Linked DNA regions of Pungitius pungitius: all the other regions are linked to region 3. The links are chromatin contacts, called in public Hi-C maps. All regions are on one chromosome and are shown on one strand. Each heading gives the region's core, a stretch centred on a gene start, on an enhancer-like site or on the middle of the called end of the contact. The rest is flanking DNA. Distances are from core to core; before and after follow the strand shown.

The links. Hi-C and Micro-C count contacts between places; a contact is called where the count stands out from the background.
Region 1: a contact with region 3 is called in a Hi-C map of muscle, with 8 times the contacts expected there. The contact joins the promoter of LOC119215526 here to the promoter of abcb6a in region 3. A contact is called at or near these places in 2 of 2 Hi-C or Micro-C datasets (both in muscle).
Region 2: a contact with region 3 is called in a Hi-C map of muscle, with 4 times the contacts expected there. The contact joins the promoter of LOC119223460 here to the promoter of abcb6a in region 3. A contact is called at or near these places in 2 of 2 Hi-C or Micro-C datasets (both in muscle).

What each region holds. Positions count from the first base shown.
Region 1 is chr3:24,742,214-24,746,440 of fPunPun2.1, forward strand. It overlaps LOC119215526 (ras-related protein Rap-2a-like), which reads left to right and starts at 2,926. Exons shown (of 2, transcript XM_037467757.2): 1 at 2,926-3,701. The coding sequence starts at 3,388. mbnl2 (muscleblind-like splicing regulator 2) reads left to right here. Exons shown (of 9, transcript XM_037479734.2): 9 at 1-1,971.
Region 2 is chr3:24,689,471-24,693,499 of fPunPun2.1, forward strand. LOC119223460 (zona pellucida sperm-binding protein 3-like) reads left to right here and starts at 1,590. Exons shown (of 11, transcript XM_037480788.2): 1 at 1,590-2,082; 2 at 2,163-2,268; 3 at 2,662-2,780; 4 at 2,852-2,970; 5 at 3,212-3,315; 6 at 4,003-4,029. The coding sequence starts at 1,675.
Region 3 is chr3:24,498,260-24,502,495 of fPunPun2.1, forward strand. It overlaps abcb6a (ATP-binding cassette, sub-family B (MDR/TAP), member 6a), which reads right to left and starts at 1,707. Exons shown (of 20, transcript XM_037474537.2): 1 at 1,327-1,707; 2 at 428-951. The coding sequence starts at 943.

The DNA.
Region 1 (4,227 bases), core at 1,676-4,175, 250 kb after region 3:
TCTCTTTCAGCCCAGACCATTATTCCATTCGACCTACTCCTCGTTTGAAAAGCACGATTTGACTAACTCTCATTTTACAAAAACCCCTGATGTAATTTCATGGTGCTTGATCAACATTGATGATCCACAATCACTTCACTCTGGTTTCACGTGTATTTTTGGGGGGCTTCGTTCGCTCCGATTGTCTCCACGCGCATTCTGATTTGTCAGTGATTTTTGTGGAAGGTGGTGAAAGTTTTGTTTTTGTCGTAATTTATTATGTTTCTCTTGGTCGGATTTTAGTCAAACTATGTTGTTAACTATTCTATTTTGAAATGAATGTAATTTATTGAGCTGTTCTGCACGGTTGGTCATTTCAAGGTCTAACCTGTCAGGTCAGCGAATGGGAAGTCGCGCTCGTCTGAGGGGCGGGGGTTAAAAAGTCAACCCACCAATGGAAAGCTACTGGATCTTTCTTGCCTTCTCACAAGATCACGGTGTCGCACTAATGAGCATAGCTATAGAGTTTCATGTGTTGTTGGGGAAAAAAATGTTTATTGTATTGATGACATTTTACCAAAAAAAAGAGCAGAAAATTTTCAAAAAATATGTACTTTTCACTCTAGTATAATAGTATTTCATAACAATATTAAGTTGTTGCCGTGGCAAACAAATGTTGCAAATACTAAAGTTCGATATTTTTGTAAATTACATTGTTAAGTTGTTTGTTTTGTTTCTCTTTGCTAGAACACTGTACACAAGGTAGATCGTAAAGGAGATATGAACATTTCTTATTCTTCACTGAGATTATGACAATGACCTAATATTTACATTAGCAGATAGACAGCCTGTGTAGAGCTGCGACTTTAACACTTAAATATATGTAAAGTCATCAATATTACGTAGAATATATATATATATATATATAAATATGTATGTGTGTATATATATATATATATATACACATATATATATATATATAAGAACTAAATAATCTAAAGTAAATAAGTTCAGAAGTCCAACCCCTGACAAAGGATCTTTATATGTTCTACATTGAGACATTTTATTCAAGGCGTATGTATTACTAGAGTTAAGGATTGCACTTTTCATATTGTTTAAATGTAATCTGTTTTTTTTCCCATTCCCTTTAAAGGGTTTTGTGAGGTTTCTGCACCCTGCTAGTACAGTCAGTCTGTCTTATCGATCCAAAGCACTGGTGAATGACTCCAGTTCAACATGTTGCATGAGAAAGCATTTTTCTTTTCTTACTGAACGATAACGTCCTGAATGTTTATCCTCACAAAATGTCCCGATTTGGTGACCCCCAATGCCCTTGTGTATGGAAGCCTCTTGAGGTGTAATGTTAATTTTTGTTGTTGTTTCTATTTTTTAATGTGTTTGCAATGATTGACTGACGGAGAAAGAAAAAGAAAAAATGTAAGCACTTTCTGAGCAGTTTGTCAACTGAGCAGTCTCAGCTTATCCAAAACACTTTGCCTTATCTTGACTCCATCGTGCTTAAGGTTTTATGTTTTTAAGAGTTCCTAAGAAGTTTATTCAAGAGATCTGACCGGGTCTTCTTTCTCAAATCCCTTCTCAATTTTCTTTTTCAAATGTGTATCTTTATATCTGAAAACATTTTTTAAGGTTTTAATGTGCACATCAAAAGGCCAAAAGCAGGGTGGGAGATTGAAATTCACAGCTTTAGCCAGAAGAGGGCGCTACACTGGAGACTGCAGGCCCTGAATCATTACCGCCTGTGTGTGCCATCGTTTTTTGCAGTGTGCCCCGCCAACACAGTAAAGACACAAAGAAAAATTGACGAGAAGACCCTCATCGGATTTATAGTTTAAATGTAATCATTTTTTAAAATGTATTGTTTTTTTTGCATACTTTTGTGCTATTTTATGTTTCTATAGTCAGATGTTTCTTTGGTTCCAACAAGATAGTGTAAAATCTATTGAAAGAAAGAAATAAAGAAAATCAAAGAAATGTTTGGCTTGGATCTCTTCTTTGTGTCCCATAAAGGAAACTGAACGCCCCCCCCCCCCCCCCCCCTCTCTCAAAGGCCCCTCGTTGGTCCCAGAAGTCCACTCTGGGAACAACTGCCATAAAAGCACATAAACCCAGCGAGTAGGTTCTCAAGCTTCAGACCAAATGTTGATGCTGCTTTCATGGAAGTAGCTATCTGCCATACGCCATTTAGTAACCGCATGGGAACATTGTGATAAGGACTCTTTAATTTGTTGTTTACCATGTTATTTCCTGTTACACCAGTGGAAACATTTTTTGAGTTGAGTAAGAAAATTTGAGGGTTTGATCAGAACTCTGCTCAGTGTAAGTTACTTTCATACTTCCATACTCAAGGGACTTCATATTAAAACATGTCAAATATTATATTTAACAACAACCAGCAAGGGCAAGACCAGGCCAAGAGCAGTGGACACCCACACAGAATTTCCTCTTGAGACTTGTGGAGAGGGACTCGTCCTGTCATCCGATTGGTGCTCAGCCCGGGTTTGCCGGCTGGATTCCATGACAACAGTGTCACATCAGTCCATTTAGAAAATGCCCCAAAATAACAGTGACTAAGCCCTCCATAGCCACAGCATGACCTTAGAGAGCCACCATGTCCGGGAGGTGGGCCAGTTTACTACAGCAATGTTGACCCGAGTGCAAATCAAATCATTGGATTTTTGTTGTTGTTTAATGGACACAATGTAACTTACAAAATAGGGCTAGTGGCAATTTCCTTTAGATCCTTCCTTAGATCCCCATCCTCCCTCCGTCTCCATGTGGCACTAATCGCCCCCCATACATTCCAGGAAATAGTAGCCTAACATCCAATGTGGATGCGCCGACTCCAGAGGCGTGGACTCCCAGCAAAGCCCCGTCGCCCTCCATAAGGATGAGCACGGCGCTTCGCCTTTAACCGTATCCCCCCCCCCCTCCTCCCTCCACTGTACCCCACTGTGCGGGAGACGCGCACCGCTCGCCCCCCGCTCCCGTCGGCACGCACAAAGATGCGCCTCGGCTCTATTAATAGCCTCTCTTCTTTTTACCCCACCAACGCCTTATTGCATTATGGATGCCCCCGGAACGGTGTCCCTGCCAGATAGCGTGGGAATCTCTCAGTAGAGAGGCCGTGGCCCTTCATCCTGCCGGGGGCCGCCCGCTCCAGCATCCACAGAACGAGAAGCAGATAGGTAGAAGCGGAGGGAGAGAGAGAAAAAAAGGGGGGGGGGGGAGGGTTAGCGCGTCGCGTTCGAGACAGGCCGGTCGCCGTGCCATGGCCGCGTAGCGCGCGCGCGTCTAGACCCGCCCGTTGCACCGGGGGTTTGCGTTCGTTTCGCCCGCCGCTGAAGGACCTCGTTCTCTGCATGCCGGATTCAGGTCCGCCGGAGCGCGATGCGGGAGTATAAGGTGGTGGTGCTCGGCAGCGGCGGGGTGGGGAAGTCCGCCCTGACGGTCCAGTTCGTCACCGGGACGTTCATCGAGAAGTACGACCCGACCATCGAAGATTTCTACCGGAAGGAGATCGAGGTGGACTCCTCTCCGTCGGTGCTGGAGATCCTCGATACGGCCGGCACCGAGCAGTTCGCCTCGATGAGGGACCTTTACATCAGGAACGGCCAAGGCTTCATCCTGGTCTACAGCCTGGTCAACCAGCAAAGTTTTCAGGACATCAAGCCCATGAGGGACCAGATCATCAGGGTGAAAAGGTGAGACGGCATTAAAAATAAGATGATTTATCCTGTCTAGCGTGATGCAAGAGGGATGGGGTTATCTATCGTTTGAGGGCCCCTGTAAGTTGTCCCATCCTGCTGCTACATGGGCAACGCAAGTTGTGTTGTGATGCAGTGGATTGATTGCCACGCTCATTCCTTGAAAATGTCCAGGTGGATTTATAACTATGAAAAAGTATTCATCATCTTGCTGGGGAGTTTCCACGTTAAGTGGGATGGGGGGATTCTTTGGGGTCCCGAGGGCCCCAAAAAGTCCCCCTGTCCCACTTAAAAAGACACGACAAAATGTGGGATTCTTCTTTTGGAGGAGGAATAAAAAAAACTTTCATCTTCTCAGCTCCCTCCTCTTCCTCCCTGTCTGCCCCCACCCCCTCCTCCCTGCGCGTGAGAAGCTGCATCCAGCTCACATGTTCTTCATAAGGGAGGCCCAGCTGCGGCTCACCTGTCATACAGCAACCCGCTGAACTCTCGTCTCATAGCCTCTGTCTCTCACACATGACTA
Region 2 (4,029 bases), core at 340-2,839, 190 kb after region 3:
GGGGAGGGGGTTGTACATTCTGTGAGTTGCTGTCATTAAGCATCTGCGTCGCCGGTGTACGATCTCGGTTGACGATTTTCCATCTGCCGCATGTGTGTGTGTGTGTGTGTGTGTGTGTGTGTGTGTGTGTTTGTTGTCCACACAGAGGCCTATTTACCTGCATCATCCTGTCCTTGTCTCAAAATGCACAAGGATTATTGGAAACAGAGGCTGATGGGCGCGGCGGCAATGTGTGTGTGTGTGTGTGTGTGTGTATGTGTGTGGAAGCTGCCAGTCCCCTTTTAGAAAACCCCCACGGGGGCCACATTAGGGCCCTCCGGGGGCCAAATTAAAGGCAACTAACCAAGTTACAGCTGAGCAGCAGAGGGGGCCTGACCGGTAGGGATGGGCTGATTTCACTCCAGCCTCCTGAACCGCAGCAGGCGCACACACACAGACACACACACACACACACACAACTCCCCTCTTTGTTTTGCCGCTGATCAGCAAAAGATAAAAGGCAGTTCCTGACAATGGCAGCCTCTCTGTAGGGAGATCCTGACAGTGAAGAAGAGGTATTCCTGTAGGCTCAAGAGGAAGTATGATTTAAATTAGCTTTCGGAACAGGAGTTTCATCAAATTATAGATAATTAGGGTTTAAATCGATATGTGCATCCTGGAAGGAGATGGACAAATACATGTACGGCTGCTTGCATGAGTGTAGAAAACTATCATACAACAAACATTAAGATTAATTTTTTTTTAATGCAAAAAGAGAGTAAGAAAACGATTTTAAAAAGAATTTGAAAAAATCGAGTGAAGATAAACAGACCCTTAAACACTTGACAGTGCACTGTTTCATAACAAGTATTCCTACGTGTGATTGACGTGCCTTCTGGCACAGGTTCACCCCCCCCCCTCCCCGACCCCCCTCCCGTTACATGTCACACACAGGCGTGCATCAGGTGCTGGTGACATTTGCGAAGTCTTGCAGAGAATGATTGTAAATCTCAGTTTTATGAGCCGACTGGTGAACTCTGCAGACTGTTGACCGCCGCGGCCTTGACATTCAAGCGCGGCACAACCCCCCCTCCCCCTCCTCCCCCCTCCTCCCCCTGGCCTCCCTCCACCCCACCGGGGCTCCAACTCCCTGGAAGCGGTGATTGATTTGTCTCATGGGGGGGCCAGTGAAAGCTGCTCACTGTTTCGGGTCGTGCTTGGGTCTGTTTATAAAAGTCTTTGTTCATTACCATCATGACAAGTGGAGATTTGGCAGGCGGCGTTCGCCTTTAAAACATTTAAGGAATGTTCAACAGTTTTCTTTTTTTTCTCCACATACTTTTGAAACACTAGAAAGGCACAGAAGATCATTTATTTTTTAATTTGTTTCTCTACAAATGACTCTTGGACACAAAGCGAGGGTTGAAATGGAACGAACAGGCCGTAAAATCAACCTCCACCAGCTCGCAGGCAAGCAGCTCGTTGCCGATCATGGTGACGAGGAGGAAAAAAAGCCCCAAAAATCAAAATCCCCCCGGCCTGGAATCCAATCAGCTCGTTAGTGGCAGGCGGAGCCTGCGGCCTTGAACACTTTAAAGTACGGGTCAGACGCTACAAGGCAATGGTGCTGTCTGGAGCAAACGCAGCCAAAAACAAGCACAGGTTGTTGTTGTTTTTTTGGTGGGCTAAGCCGCAATGGGGTTCAAAGAGGCCGTTTTGTTTGGGTTCGTGCTCCTCTTCTTGGGGGGCGCTCCCCCCTCTGCTGCTACGCAAAGCTGGCCCGACGAGACTCTCGACCGAACCCTCGAGGAGCGAGAGGAGGCGTCCCCCCAGCTGCCCGGAGCGGGTCGCAAGTCCAACCGGACGGATTCCGGCGCGCCGGGGCGTCCCCTCCTCACCTACCAGCTCCGGGTCCACCTGCTTGGGAACCCGGCCGTCACCAAGCAGCCGCCGCCGCCCCCGCCCCTCGAGGCCCAGATAGACTCCACTCACGACCCCCAGGTGCCGCAGCCGAGGGCGCCCAACCCGCAGCAGCCGCAGGTCCGGCCTCAGCAGTTGTTGAAACTTATTCCGGGCCCCGATCTGAACCCACCCGTCAAGCCAGTAGGACTCCGCTTCTTTTTTTTTTTTTTTTTCGTTTAATCTTCTGTAACTAAGTGTCATTCAGCTGGGTTGTTTTCCAGGTCCGGACACAGGCGTTTGAGAAGCGGGTTCCTGTGCCGCCCAGCAGCGTGGCGGCGCTCTGTGGCCAAAGAGGGGTCAACGTAGAGGTCAAACAGAACTTCCTGGGTAACTGCTGCTCGCTTGCTTGTTTGAACTGCTTTGTTGTTGTGGGGGGGGGGGGGGCGGGTCCATTTGGCAGACCTTCTTGCTCCGGTGTCTGATAAAAGAGGGTTTTGCTTTCGAGCCCTGAATTGGGAAAGCGTAATCTGGCAGTAAAGCTGGGACACGCTGTGCTGATTACTGCAAATGGCACGGACGGTGGACATGGCTAATATATATTATTTTATTTATTTAATTTCCTCACTCGTGAGAGGCATCCTCTCGCATGGCCGACTCATTAAGAGCCCTTTTGTTAATTTGTCCTGTGGCTGAACCTCCTGTCGCTGTGAGTTTGTTATTGACTGGACCAGGAGAAGTAATGGCCCCTGAATTAAGCTGCGCCTTCTCCTCCGTTCCTAGGAAACGGCCAGTTGATCCGTCCCAGTGATCTGACCCTAGGAGGTTGCGCCGCGCTGGACATTGATCACCACATCCTGCGGTTCCAGTCGGAGTTGCACGGCTGCAACAGCGCAATAAGGGTGTGTGTGTGTGCGCGACTAATTTACTGTCAATGTGTTTACACAAGTTGTAACTTTTTTTCTTCTATCAGATGACTGAAGAAGACCTCATCTACTCCTTTTCTCTGCTGTATTATCCCGCTCCCATTGACAACACCTTCATTTTTAAGACCAACCCCACTGAGGTGGTAATTGAATGCCACTATCAAAGGTAATCCCCCCCCCTTAGTTTGTAAGGGGGTAGGGGGCTTATATTGAATAACTTTGCCTCATCTCTGTGCTGGTCTTCTCCTGTACTTTTGCCAGGTTGCCTTCTATGCGGTATTAGATGAATTTATCAAATTATTGTATTTACCTCACTGTGCCACTTTCGTGTGGGTGACACACACACACACACACACACACTGCTGCCACTCTCCAGTGACCTACCCGTCCCTCAAATGTCCTCACAGGAGGCTTTATGTGAGCAGCGGCGCCATGATGCCGACCTGGAAGCCGTTCGTCGCCAGCATGCTGGCGGAGCAGGAGCTGCATTTCTCTGTGCGCCTCATGACAGGTGGGCAAACCCGTTATTGTTTCAGTACCTCTCTGGCGCTCTGGCCATGGGGGGGATTACTCGTCTAATCTCTGCTGTCAGTCTATCTTTGTGTCCGGCCCGCGGTACATATCACACGTCTATCATAACTGGCCCGCCGGTCAATCGGATGCGCACTGCTGATACTAAAGTCCTGGAAGGCACTGCAAAAGCTACTAGCAACGGATCTATTGACTTCTCTGGTGAAGGAGGTGGGGCTTCCCAGCAAGGGAGACATGACAGGGGTATTGTATTGGGTATCTTGATTCAAGGCAGTTTTTAACTTTGGGCTTCTGTGATTGAGTTCGACACGTCTTAATCGCCTCAAAATAGATTTAAATATGTATTTAGGAAAGCACCCACTGGAGACGCAACTTGCTTTATGCACCTTCAACAACTGCTCACACACAGTATGCAGCACTACTGATACCTCTGACACCCTATACACTATATCATTTTTACAAAAGAGTTCATACTAATCTTACCCACTGAGTTTAGTTTATTGTCTTTCTGTGCTGACATTCATTAAGGCTCTTCAGTTAAACGTAAAACCATCTGATACTTGCACATGTTAATCAAGCAAACTATAGCTATATCGAATTGCACCCCCCCCCCCCCCCCCCCTCCTCGCTTGACCTCTTCTCTTTGCCCTGTGGGTGGGCTATTTAGAGGACTGGGAGTCACAAAGGCCTTCCG
Region 3 (4,236 bases), core at 457-2,956:
AGTAGGCTCTCTTGTTGGCCACACCGACGTTGCCGTTTGCGTGCCTGTCTCCATTTGTTGCCATGGAATGGACACTTGAAACAAGAAAAACTGGACGGCTTAGTGCCGGGCGGCAGGAGTGTCTCAAAAAGACACGCCTATGTATATATTCTTTAACATTAAACTAACCTTTGGCCCATTAGCCAAAAAAACAAAACGAAAGAGATGACAGAGTGAGATTGAAATTAGATAAACTTTTCCCTGGATAGATAGGAATGGAGATAAAAGACATACACGCCCTGTATGCATTCATGTCTTGTGTGCTGGTACAAAGGACAGCAGCAAAGCAATGCGTAGGATCTGAATGCGCAGGGGGCCTTATTCATAAAACAGCTGAAAAAATGTACAGCACATTAGAGACTTGACCAAGTCCTTTTCTCCTCCTCACCTGTTGTTCAGTGTCCTCCAGGCCCCACCACCAGTGCGGACTGGACCAGGAGACGAAGGCCAAGTTCTCCGCCGAGAACGCCAACGCCCAGAACAGCAGCAGGGCCGCGCTGTGGCCCCTCGTCCGGGCCATCAGCAGGGCCCTCCGTCTCTCCACCTTCAGCAGGGCAAAGGACCAAGCCCAGCCCAGCGCGGAGAAGCAGCCGTACAGCACCGCGTACCCCGGGAGCTCTCCCCCTATGGCGGCCCGCCACACCGTCCCGCCCACAAACTGGAGGATCAGGAGGACGGAGACGGCCAGCTGGAAACCGTAGAGGCGGGAGCGCGGGATGAACTTGGGCTCCATCGCCGTGCCATATTTCTGGTAGAACACGCAGTGGACGGTGCCCAGGAAGAAGGCGATGGTGAGCTGGATGCAGGGGACCAGGGTGAAGTAGAAGCACGGGGAGATGCCCCTGTCCACCCAGGTGCTAGAGATGGAGGAATTGGCTTCACAGTAACCCTGAATGAACACCATGGCTAAAGCTGGGGTGGGGGGGAGGAGGAGAGGGGAGAGAGAGACAGTATGTCATCAGAGACGCATCACAACCTGAGATAAAAGTGGGTCAAAAACCATGGGACATATCTTCGCGCTGAAGAAGGGCCTGGACGTTCTCCACACACTTGCATAGGTGCAACACAGCTCTGCCATAATAGGCAGTAGACCTCAGTGACATTTTGTTTTGCTGAGTCATGGTTAGAAATGAACCGTACCGCCACACATGTGGCGAATTGACCAAATATGTTGTGGGGAGAGCAGTGTGAAACGCTTTTGTGTTGGCGTTAAGCGAACCAACTCCAATACCGTTCATACGGAGAGAAAAGAACCGTAAACGTAGACAGCGTTAAAGGTGAACTCACCGCATTCGCCGGGCAGTTTATGTCAACTTCTGTCTCCTCGACGACTCTCTCGTCACGAACAGAGGTTACTCCAGAGAAGCTATCAAGTCACAACAATTATCTGTGAAGCTAAACCCAGTCGGCTTTACGCAGCTTTAAAACAAACGGCAGCTTACAACGCGGCGGACCGAGGGGAGCAGCGTTCCGGTGATACATAGCCGGGCGTCTGTCATCGCTACCACCAAGTCGTCCTTGTTACGTGCATGTTGGTTTAAGAAGCCCCAATCCGTGACTCGGCGATCGACGCTTTACGCAACAGCGTTCGATTGGATGGGTCTGTGGGTGCACGCGGCGCCCCCTGGAGGATGAAAACGGACAGGATTCACGTAGACCGGAAGTAGAGGACAGAAGGTGTTTTGGGGAAAAAAAGGTTTACAAGCGTTTACAATTTTACGCAGGTAAACAGAAGTTGGTTATTGCCAGCTGATGTAAGCAAATATGTTGTAATAAAAAGTACTCATTATGGATTATATTTTTCATCTAGGCCTACATATATATATATATATATATATATACAGTATATCCTTTTTAACTATATATATATCCTTTTTAACTGCTTCATATGCTGTTGGATTGTTTAATCGCATGCTTTATGTTTTACTAAGTATGTTTTGGATACAACTTTAAAACTTGTTTCAGATAAATGAGGAGTATTGTATGTCCTTGTGAAATTAGACCAGAATGGAAATACTCAAGGAAATTAGAAGTATAGTATAGCAGTTATATTTCAGCATTGTAAATGAGATACACTTCACTAACAGTTCAATGAAAAGAGCAATGCTAAGCCTTTGTGATCTAATAAATCTTTACGAGCCAATTTTTGTCACGTATTTTCAGTTGACTTCCTCAGTTTCATAACCAAAAGGAAGATTTCATTTATCTTATTGGATTGTGAGGGGGAAAAAGATAACTGGAAAGAAAGGACACTCTGCAGTGCTACAAAATGATCAAGAGATGGCAGTAAATACTAAGGTATAATCAGACGAAACTGCCGTATTCAACCTCCGTCATGTCTGAACAATAGGCATTAAAACTTCCCACAAGAGACACAGGTGGTGGGAAAAAACAAGTCTTGGAGATGGGAAATAATAATACTGATTAACATTTTATCAATGCTAACGCTGTTATACACAGCCATATGAAGTGAACAAGCGACTATAGAAACAACAACGCCCCTTCCCCACGAAAAAAGCCAATTTAAAGTCAAAGGGACACAGGAAGTCTTTCAGTGATGAGAGGGTTTAAGCTTAAAGCTTTTCCCATCAAAGTGTAAATTCAGGGTTGAGTACAAAGACTGGAAGTGACTCAAAAGCCATCTGTCGCGTCTGTCCTTCCTGAGGGGATGAATGAAAGACTCTGCAGACTGAAGTGTGTGTATCTGTGTGTACCTGCATGTGAAGGAATAAAAAATGGGAAGCGTATCCTAATGTGAAAGAGGAAGGAGCTTACACAGACACACACACACACACACACACACACACAGGACGCAGGCTGAGATGGGAAAAGGGGTAAATCTTATCATTTAGAGCCTTCACAATGGGCATAAAGAGCTGCTAATCTGCTTCATCTCCCCGGCTCTTTTGTGTGAGTGGAAATGGACCTTCTGTCCATCGGCTGCTTGAATCCCTGCTCTTTTGTCTCCCACTGGATGTGATGGCCTGCCCATCACAGACCCCTCATCTCTCTCCCCTTTTGTGGGCGTCTCCGCCCTCAGCACACAGGCTCAGCTGGAGCCCCATAAGTCCGTTAGGTGTGTCTTTTCTTTTGCTCAATCTCACCTTTTTCCCTCATTCTCATTTATGCTTCTTTGTCCGCCTGAAGCTGTCTGACACGCGGGGATGGTAAAAGGCGGGGATAAGATGGATGTGTGTGCCAATCTAATCCCTTAATTTAGTGAGAAGAGAATGCTGGTACGTCCAATCTCATTAGTACTGAAGGCAATCAAGGAAGCTTGGGGTTCTGTTGAATGTGGTATTCACAGAAGGATTGGGCTTTGTGTACACCGTTCTTACCAGTAGCCCAATGGCGGATGACCGTTGCTACCTGCCACCCGCTATTGTGTGGCAGCAGCATCTTGTCAATCAGATTTTTCTTTGCGGATAAATAAAGGTATAGCTTTTTTGCTGTTTAGAAACTTGAAAGTATAATCCGTGTGTCATTGTCTGTGTTGAGTTTATACCAGATCCAGCCCCGCAGTTAGAATAACACTGGGAAAAAAGGCCGGCGGTCTAGACCCTTCCTTTGACCCATATGTCTGCTGGGAGATTCTTCATTTAGCACGTTTTCAACCGGTTTCATCATAGTGGTGCTCGAGTTAAAGGACCACCTCCCGCTTTTGAGTGGAGGCGCTTTCCACTGACAGATTTTCTGTGAGGGGTAAATAAAAAATGGGACACTCTTTTATTCTTTCCTGATAGGTTATGAGTGTAAATTCAGAGCCTCGAAACGAGCAATGGCTCACAGGGTCGATGAACTCCACATGTTTGAAAGAGCTGGACGTCGCATCTCTGAGCTTGAGCCTGAACTGTCCGACCCCCGGTGCCCCACAGTGAGGTGCCCAACCACCGGGAATAACATCTCCCGTCCAACTGCACTTGAGAAATGCAAAAGGGCCTCCTCCCCCCGCACCCCCCACCCCCACTGAGTGGAGAGCCAGAAGGTGAGCGAGAAGTGGTAGAGGAAGACAGACAGAAGAGTGTGTGTGTCCGTCTGTGCGAGATAACACAGGCTGGAGGAACCAGATTGACGCCCTGGTGCCTCAGCGTGTGGGCGAATGTGTCCCAGATACAGAGGCAGAGAGGTATTGTTAGAGAAGACACAGGGCCCCAAAAGTAACATATCTACACACTTCAGGCACAATGGAGTGGAAAA